3 separate regions of the Sus scrofa genome follow, and all the other regions are linked to region 3. Evidence: chromatin contacts called from public HiChIP or PLAC-seq data. All regions are on one chromosome and are shown on one strand. The core of a region is the stretch at or near the end of the contact, and the rest is flanking DNA. Distances in the headings are between cores, read along the strand shown. Region 1 has its middle 160 kb from the start of RPS12. Region 2 overlaps EYA4 (eyes absent homolog 4). Region 3 overlaps EYA4 (eyes absent homolog 4).

Region 1 (2,700 bases), core at 129-2,628, 220 kb after region 3:
TCAGGGCTGACTTGCGTGATCAGAAGCATAGTGTGGAAATGACAGAGCATAACGTCCAAGTCTAGGTCATAAAAGATATTGCGGCTTCTACTTTGTGCTCTTGGATCTCATTCTGAGAAAGGCAGTTTGTGAGAAAACTCAAGTCCTCCGGAGAAGTTCCCATTGTGGCACAGCAGAAATGAATCTGAATAATATCCATGAGGATGTGGTTCAATCACTGGTCTCGTTCAGTGGGTCAGGGATCTGGCATTGCCATGAGCTCTGGTGTAAGTTGCAGACGCAGTTCACAGATCCCATGTTGCTGTGGCTGAGGTATAGGCCGCAGCTGTGGCTCCAATTCTACCTCTAGCCTGGAAGCTTCCATAGGTCCTGGGTTCAGTCCTAAAAAAGCAAAAAAAAAAAAAAAGTCCTGCAGAGAAATCCATGTGACCACAGCTAATGGGAGTGAGCCATCTTAGAATAAAATCCTGTATTGGATATTTGAAAGTTACTAAAGAGTACATCTTAAAATCTCCCATCATAAGAAAAAAACTATGTGTGCTGATAGATGTTAGCTAAACTTATTGTGATTATTTTGCAATATATACATATATCAAATCATTATGTTGTCTACACCTAAACTTAACACAATGTTGTATGTCAATTAAATCCCAATTAAAAACGTAATTTAAAAGAAAGGAGGACTTAAAGAAAATGAATGCTAGACAGTGAAATAAAATCAAACAAAGCCAAAGCAAAGTCCACCACAGCCTGCATCCTGGAATGGCATATAATCTATAACCTCTACGCTTCCCTAAGTGCTTGCTAAGAGGTGGATCTTAGCCGGAAGCCCCACCACATACATCGCAGTTTCAATAAACAATCTGCCCTACATTTTCTTTGTTACAAGGAAAAGTTACAGAGTACTAAGAACCATTGCTTTGTTTAAAACCCGAGGCTCTGAATGTCTTAGAAAATGCCAATGCTTTAAAAAAAATATATATATATATATATGTGTGTGTGGAATGCAGATAAGCCCTGCTTCAAATTCAGAAGCATAACTAATAAGAATAATATAAACACTTCATAACTGTTCTTAAATCAACACGGACAAACCTACCACTGGTTATAAAACTGAAAGGAAAATGTGTTTTTAGCCCCATCTTGACAGCCTCCTTTTTTAAACCCTGATTCCAAGGGGGGAGGTTTTGCGTCCCTCCCCTCAGTTTCATCCTGCTTCAGCACTAAGTGCATGTGAGTCACGCTAAGACTGAAGAGGCGGCGGTGCCAGCGTGTGGCTGGCAGATGCGGTCATTCTTGAAGTGCCACTGGGCATGAGGTACGGACGATTCCAGACTATTACTTGCCTTCACAACTTTTTCTAACAGGTGCAGCAAATGAACTTCTGCCCCTGTCTTCCTTAAATGCACACAAATAAAGCGTTACCATGTCCTGGATGTGAAGTCATACCTACTTCCATGAATCATATTTTGTGTTCATGACTCTGCAACTGGGAATTAGTCATTTCGACCTAATTAGTTTCTTCAAAATAGGAAATGCTTCTACTAGTGATTTAACATCCAGATATAATTTATATAGTCAGACTACATCCAGAAAGATGCCAATTGAGATGTTTAAACAGCAACAACAAATATATATTATTTTTGCACCCTGCCATCAAAACCCCAAATGAACCCCGAGAATCATGTGTTGAAACTGGCTGCTCGCCTACATTTGTGTAGGGCAGTCACAATCAAGGGCAAACTTTCAGCAGTGTTGGGCCCAACCAAGTGCTTGACAAGGCTCCATTCAAGGAAAATGCCAACAAACAAATCTTGTTTCATGCACCATTTAAAAATTCTATTTAAATTTGATAATTTTGTCATTTGACCAAAGTGACAAAATTCCATAACAGATCTGGCTTTTTTTCCCACACATGTACTCAAATGTTGAGAAATGTGCCTGTCCTCAGCTTTATTTCTTTGGGCACTCACTATTCATGGAGATAAAATAAAAGAAAATTTAATGAGTGGACTGTCGCTAAGATATTTTTTAAATTATTTGCAATCTCTACAAGAGTATAAGAATCTATTTTGCTGAGGGTGACCAAGCACATTTGTATCTCCATGTAAGTTGACACCACTTTTTGTGTTTCTACTTTGGTTTAAGTATGTGTAACATCTCCAAAAGTGACTGGAGAATATTTTCTGACACAAGTATTTGGTGTTAATTTGATAAACACTTGTTTAACATTGACTAATATGTATTATAATTTTCAGTGTAGAGATATAACATATCTTTTATTAAATGTGTTCTTAAATACTTAACTTTTGATGCTGCTATTAATGGGATTATTTTGTTGTAGAATTTTTATTGTTTGTTGCTAATAGATTAAAATAATTGATTTTGCATATTTACCTTAAATTTACTTATTCTATTAGATTATTTGCAGATGCTTTGGATTCTGTTTGCACCACAATCTTGTGATGTATGTTTTCCTTCTTTGTTCAAATGTTTTCAAATTTTATTTATTTTTCCTGTCTTACCGAATCCCTAGGATCTTGGTAGGATTTTGAAGAGAAAATTGATCCGGTTGCATTTGTACTTTTAAAAGACATTCTGATAGAAGCATATACTATATATTAATGTGAGAGTTTAGGTCTAGAGAAATATAACTAAAAGAGCATATGTGGGAATTCAGAGAAAGACACACATTCAAGA
Region 2 (2,700 bases), core at 157-2,656, 200 kb before region 3:
GCAGCTATTTCCTTGGTTCTTGTCTGCATTCTTCTGCAGCATAGATGGGATTTATTTCTAGCAGATTTAAATATCCTCTTCAGACCCAAGGGAGAGCCTGCTTTATATGTGTGCACCTAGACTCTACTGTAGCTCAGAAACCATGATCCCCTCTGCACAGAGCCTGGTAATGAGTCAGAGCCTGTTTATGTACCGGCTAAGATTCCATCAATTCTTCATGACCCAAGAAATGCAAAAGCATCCTAGACTTTCAAAGGCATTCACTCTCATGCCAGCTTTTCTCTGCATAAAATGGACTGTATGTCTGCAGGGCTTTATGCCCCATGCTCTCAGAGTCCACCTAAATAGCCAATTCTCACGTTGACCAGCAGAATGCATTTAAGGGCAAGAGTTCAGGTATTTGCTTTGCTCATAACTTCCTTTTCTGTGTAATATAAGCCTCTTCATTCTCCTTAGCTGGAAAATAAGAAGAACAAAACCAGCTTCCACTTAAATAATTTGAGTGGAGGCTGAACTAGGGCAGGATTATTTTGTTTCATTCATTGTTTTGCCCTCTACACTTAAAACTGTGCAGAGTACTTAGTGAGTGCTAAGGATGAATAATAAAATAGGCATAGGACAAATGCTGATGAAAGTGATTTGAGTTACTTGGAGTCATGTGTTCTCTAGATTAGCAAATACTGCTTGAGCATCTAGGGGCATTTCTAGGAATCGGTGAAGTATCTTCTGAGAGCCTGGAGGCTGGCAAGAGAGCAAGGTGGAGAGTGAGGGGGATTAGCTCTCTGATGTCTATGTGTGTGGAAGGTTTCACGGTTGCATGTGCAGTGTTAGGTCTCCAAATGAGTGTGTGTGTGTGTGTGTGTGTGTGTGTGTACATGAGAGAGTAGGGAAGAAGATGTTCTGTGTGGATATAGAAAACCACTGTGCAAGAAAAAATATAATAAAGTGATTTGGTCGACAAAGAGTAGATGAAAGTCATGGGCATGTCCCTACTGGGTATCAATTCCCATTTTCCAGAAAAAAAGCACACAGGTCCACTTTAAGCCAACATATTTCAGATTAGGAGCCAAGGAGCCCTTGTCCCTGCTGCAGCTCTAAGCCAGTGTTCTCTCCTGGCAGTTAGGCTGGGAGATGCGGATGCTCTCTGTTGCACAGTGTCTATGTCATTGATTGGGTAGACAGGCCCTCACTAGCCCATTTCAGCAGACAAGGTCCGAGCTGGGTTCTGCTGCAGAGAAAAGGAAATACTGAAGGAAGAAGACCTCTAATAACAAGGATCAGGGAAGTGGGCCGTGAATAATGGGAGCTGTTCTTACCATCTGCCGGTGACCTCATGCCTGTCCCCAAGCCAGTCTGGATGCTTGCAGTGTAAGTGACCCGTCTGCCAGAGTGACCTCAGGCCCTGGAGTAACAGCAAATAAAGCCATGGACACGCTGTTCTCTGGACACTTTTGCGGTCCTTCCTTTCCAGGGCTTCCTTACAGCTCCAGACTTGAGACCTGCAGCTCTGGCCCTCTCCTCACAATGACTCTAACAGATATCCCCACAAAACATGCTCTCCCCACCCAAGAAATGTGAGTAAGTATTTTAAAAATGTACCTTTGAAGCATTTCTCTAATTTTAGATTTTCAAAGCTTCCCCCTGCTTTACTTCGAAAACAGAAGGGAAAAAGCCCAATGAGTTCATTATTTGAATAGTACTGGACTCAAGTTTCTGCCAGATCAGTTACAAACCTTGGTTAATGAAGCAGGAAATTATTCTCTCTAGCAAGCAGAAGAATAAAGCCATAATGCCACGATCAAAACATCTAACGTGATTAGTTATACCAAGAAATATATAGATTCTTTCTAAGGAAAAAACTGCCAATAACGATCAAACATACTACTGGATGAATGACTGAGGGTCAGTCAATGCTAGAATGTTGAATGAGCAAATGAATGTTTAAAAGAGCAAAGCATTGGCATAATATGCAAAGTAACGATGGCTTCCTATGAAAATGATGGGATTTGGGGGTCTGAAGGGATACTCAATGTCCTTGAATGCAAAAATACCACTTCATGAGCAAGACTATGAATCCAGTGTTAAGGGCTTGTACTACAGACTGAAACCTGGGTTTTAAACTCCATCTTACCAGTCTTTGGACTTAAGGTTCAAAATGGAGTTAATGATACCCACCAGTGGGGGACTGAGTAAATTAAATAAGATCACACATGCAAATTCCACAGAATTTGGCACATAATGCATCTTAATAAACGTTGGTTTTTACCACAATCACTTTTGCAACATTGTCAATACCTGTCTGATTTGTCTGTGTGAAAATCTGCAGTATCAGGGAAATCATTAAGAAGCAGTTCATTTCATTTTCAGCCCACTCTTTTTATCAGAAAGTCTTCTCCTCCATGGTTTCTGCAACTTTGGACCCAAAAGCAATTTAACCCACTGACATGGGTCAAGTCTAAATTTTCTTTCCCATAACTGCCCTTCAAACATCAAAGAGGAATGTCCCAACTCGGAGTCCATAAAGGTATAAAATGTAGCAAGAATATCACAACTGTCACTCTGATCCGTCAATATAGTTGAAAAGGACGCTAGCTTTGCTATCAGACACTTTACAGTATGAACAAATGCTGAAACCTAGCCAACCAAACCCCTGTGATCTGTCCCGTGTGATGCTTTAGAGCCTTGTTTTTTCTCAGCCAC
Region 3 (2,700 bases), core at 166-2,665:
AACGTCCCTATGCTAAAGGTGGCTAAAAAGAAAAAAATTCTGTTTTTATTTTTAATTTTTTTTTTGTTTGGCCACACCCACAGCCTGCAGCAAGTTCTCAGGCCAGGGATCGAAACTGCACCACAGCTGTAACCAAAGCCACAGCAGTGATAATACCAGCTCCTTAAACTGCTGAGCCTTGCATCTAGCATTTGATAAATGGTTACTAAAAACTTAAATTAGATGCTTAAATGAAGGATGAACAAACACTCCATTTGACAACCTGATTGCAATAGAGCAGAGAATACTCACTGTGATGGGGGCCCTCCTTCTGTGTGTTTAATTCATGTGTTTTCACCCAACCTTTATAGGATCCCCTTCGGGCAATTTGATGTACCCTCTAAGCCCAAACTGATTCCCTCTTTTGCATCCTATGTTTTAATATTCCACATTAGCATAGATAAAGTATTCTGCATGTGTCCTATAGTACAAGATCTGTGATAAACCATCCTGGCTTCATGATAGAACTTCCAAAGCAGTGTACAGGTTCAGAAAACAGAGAGATTGGGGCACGTGGCTCAGGAGGTGAGAACAACCCACTGAGACAGGAAGCTTTACATCCATAGATGAGGGAAGTCAGGGATAGAAAAGGCACAAGAGGAAGGATTTAGGATGATTGCCTTTCTCAGTGCCTCACATAGTGCTGGGGACATAATATGCTGTAATTATTATTGTGCTGAACTAAATGAACTCATCCAGCCGCAGTGCCCCTCTAAATTGCCTTCTCATTACCCTTCAAGAAACTTAGAAGAATTGACGCTTTGTCCCCATGGGAGCCAGTAAAGAGGGTGTTTTAATTTTGAATGAGGAAAAAAAACAAAAACAAAAACAATAAACACTTAAATTTTTCCCAAAATGGCCCTATGTTTTTAAAAAAAAAAAAAAAAAATTTCCTAAGTGCCAGGAAAAAAGCCACCCAGGAAATCGGTCCAGAGAAATTCAAAAGTCTGGCGGCATTGCTTAGTTTTCATCCTAGGATATCAAATGGCTAAAACTCTCTTCTTTCACTTCCAAGTCCTTTTCTCAGTCTTCTTCTTCACAGACTGTTCTTTGGTGAATGGCCCAACTGACAAGCTCCTTTTGGAACTTCCTCCTCTAGAGCTTGGCTTCTGTGGATCTGCTCTGGCCATAGGTCCCTTCTCCTCTCTGATCACTTGTACTTTATCCTTCCCTTGGACCCCCTCTGGCCACTAAAATGAGGATGTTCTCCAGCATCTTCTCTTAGTATGCTCACTCAATGTAAGGAGGGACAGAGATGAACCATGCATGGTCCCTGTCCTCCAGAATTTCAGTCTAGAGCAGAAAATAGGGCATTTAAAAATAGTTATTACACGAGAGAGAAAATGTCAAGCTCCTTAAGAGAAACATTGACAACCAGGCTATTTTAGTTCAGAGCAGAGAGTTTGCTTCCAGCTAAGGGAACCAAGAAGGCAGCATTTGTACCTGGCCTTAGATGGGGAAGACTATTTATGCCTGACAAAGTGTGTAATTCAATACAACAAAAACAGAAGCCATTGTCTCTCCCTTTCAACCTCCCCCCCAAACAAGATACTCCTCTCCCTGTACCCCTTCTCTATAGTAATGGCGCCAGTGTTCTCCCAGCCACCTGGAGGTAGCAATGAGTCCTTTTCCTCCTTAGCCCTGTTCATCCAATTACTTGCTTAGTCCTATAGTTTCCACTTCTCCCATAAGCTTGGCTTTCTCCCCTCTGTATTTTTTTTATAACACTAACTTAATCTGGCTTCATTTACAATCACACAGAATATTCATATAGCCATATCATTGGTTTTGCCATTTCTAAGGCCATTTCCCACTTCTCCTATCAGATTATTCACTGTACAACGTAGTTCTGCTCCCATCACTCCTTTAATTTTGGGAAGGAAAACAAACAAAAACAATTTTTGCTGGCATTCCAGAGCCTCCAATCCCTGGTCTCATCCTCTCTTTGCAACATTGTTTGCTTCACTCTCAGCCACTCAGCCATGGGTAATTTGGCTTTTTCTTGGGAACATCTTCCATAGTGTATGTATTTTAGATGTGGATGATAATTTACTCAGCATGATTACTGAAAACATGTTGTGGACAGACTACATATTATTCAGCTTTGAATCCTCTATAGTGCTTAATGAAGAATCTTACACATAGTGGGCACTCTACACAAATTTGCTGAATAAATCAATAATAACATATATATATATACACACACAATACTCTTTGGCCTCCATATATTGCCTAGGCCTCATTGAAGTATATCTTTGCATTAATTGGTCAGCTATAATTAAAAAAAAAAAGAGGTAAGAAATCTTTTTTTTTTTTTTCTTTTTGCCATTTCTTGGGCCGCTCCTGTGGCATAGGGGAGGTTCCCAGGCTAGGGGTCCAATCAGAGCTGTAGCTGCCAGCCTACGCCAGAGCCACAGCAACACATGATCCGAGCCACGTCTGCGACCCACACCACAGCTCACGGCAACACCGGATAGTTACCCCACTGAGCAAGGGCAGGGATCAAACCTGCAACCTCATGGTTCCTAGTCGGATTCGTTAACCACTGCGCCATGAAGGGAACTCCCTTTTTTTTTTTTTTTTTTTTGTCAGAAATCTTAATAGTGAGGATAAGCCAGTGGAAAGAGTTATTACATCTACTTTGGAGGCTGTCGTTGAAAC

Evidence for each region. HiChIP or PLAC-seq counts read pairs in DNA pulled down with a chosen protein or histone mark.
Region 1: a contact with region 3 is called in an H3K27ac HiChIP or PLAC-seq map of skeletal muscle. The contact joins two enhancer-like sites. A contact is called at or near these places in 1 of 47 Hi-C or Micro-C datasets (skeletal muscle) and 1 of 2 datasets of contacts at active chromatin or transcription factors (skeletal muscle).
Region 2: an H3K27ac HiChIP or PLAC-seq map of skeletal muscle shows a contact between it and region 3. The contact joins two enhancer-like sites. A contact is called at or near these places in 3 of 47 Hi-C or Micro-C datasets (all in skeletal muscle) and 1 of 2 datasets of contacts at active chromatin or transcription factors (skeletal muscle).

The regions. Positions count from the first base shown.
Region 1 is chr1:30,761,578-30,764,277 of Sscrofa11.1, forward strand. No RefSeq gene overlaps it. Among named protein-coding and RNA genes, the nearest start is that of RPS12, 160 kb to the right of the region's middle. Within about 2 kb of position 1,379, at least 3 of the 83 cell types and tissues checked have an H3K27ac peak or open chromatin away from gene starts, as enhancers often do. A contact at or near this core is called in skeletal muscle, where this site is marked.
Region 2 is chr1:30,344,630-30,347,329 of Sscrofa11.1, forward strand. All of the region lies in intron 3 of EYA4 (eyes absent homolog 4), which reads right to left. Among named protein-coding and RNA genes, the nearest start is that of EYA4, 230 kb to the right of the region's middle. Within about 2 kb of position 1,407, at least 2 of the 83 cell types and tissues checked have an H3K27ac peak or open chromatin away from gene starts, as enhancers often do. A contact at or near this core is called in skeletal muscle, where this site is marked.
Region 3 is chr1:30,539,951-30,542,650 of Sscrofa11.1, forward strand. The region is part of intron 1 of EYA4 (eyes absent homolog 4); the gene reads right to left. Among named protein-coding and RNA genes, the nearest start is that of EYA4, 34 kb to the right of the region's middle. Within about 2 kb of position 1,416, at least 1 of the 83 cell types and tissues checked has an H3K27ac peak or open chromatin away from gene starts, as enhancers often do. A contact at or near this core is called in skeletal muscle, where this site is marked.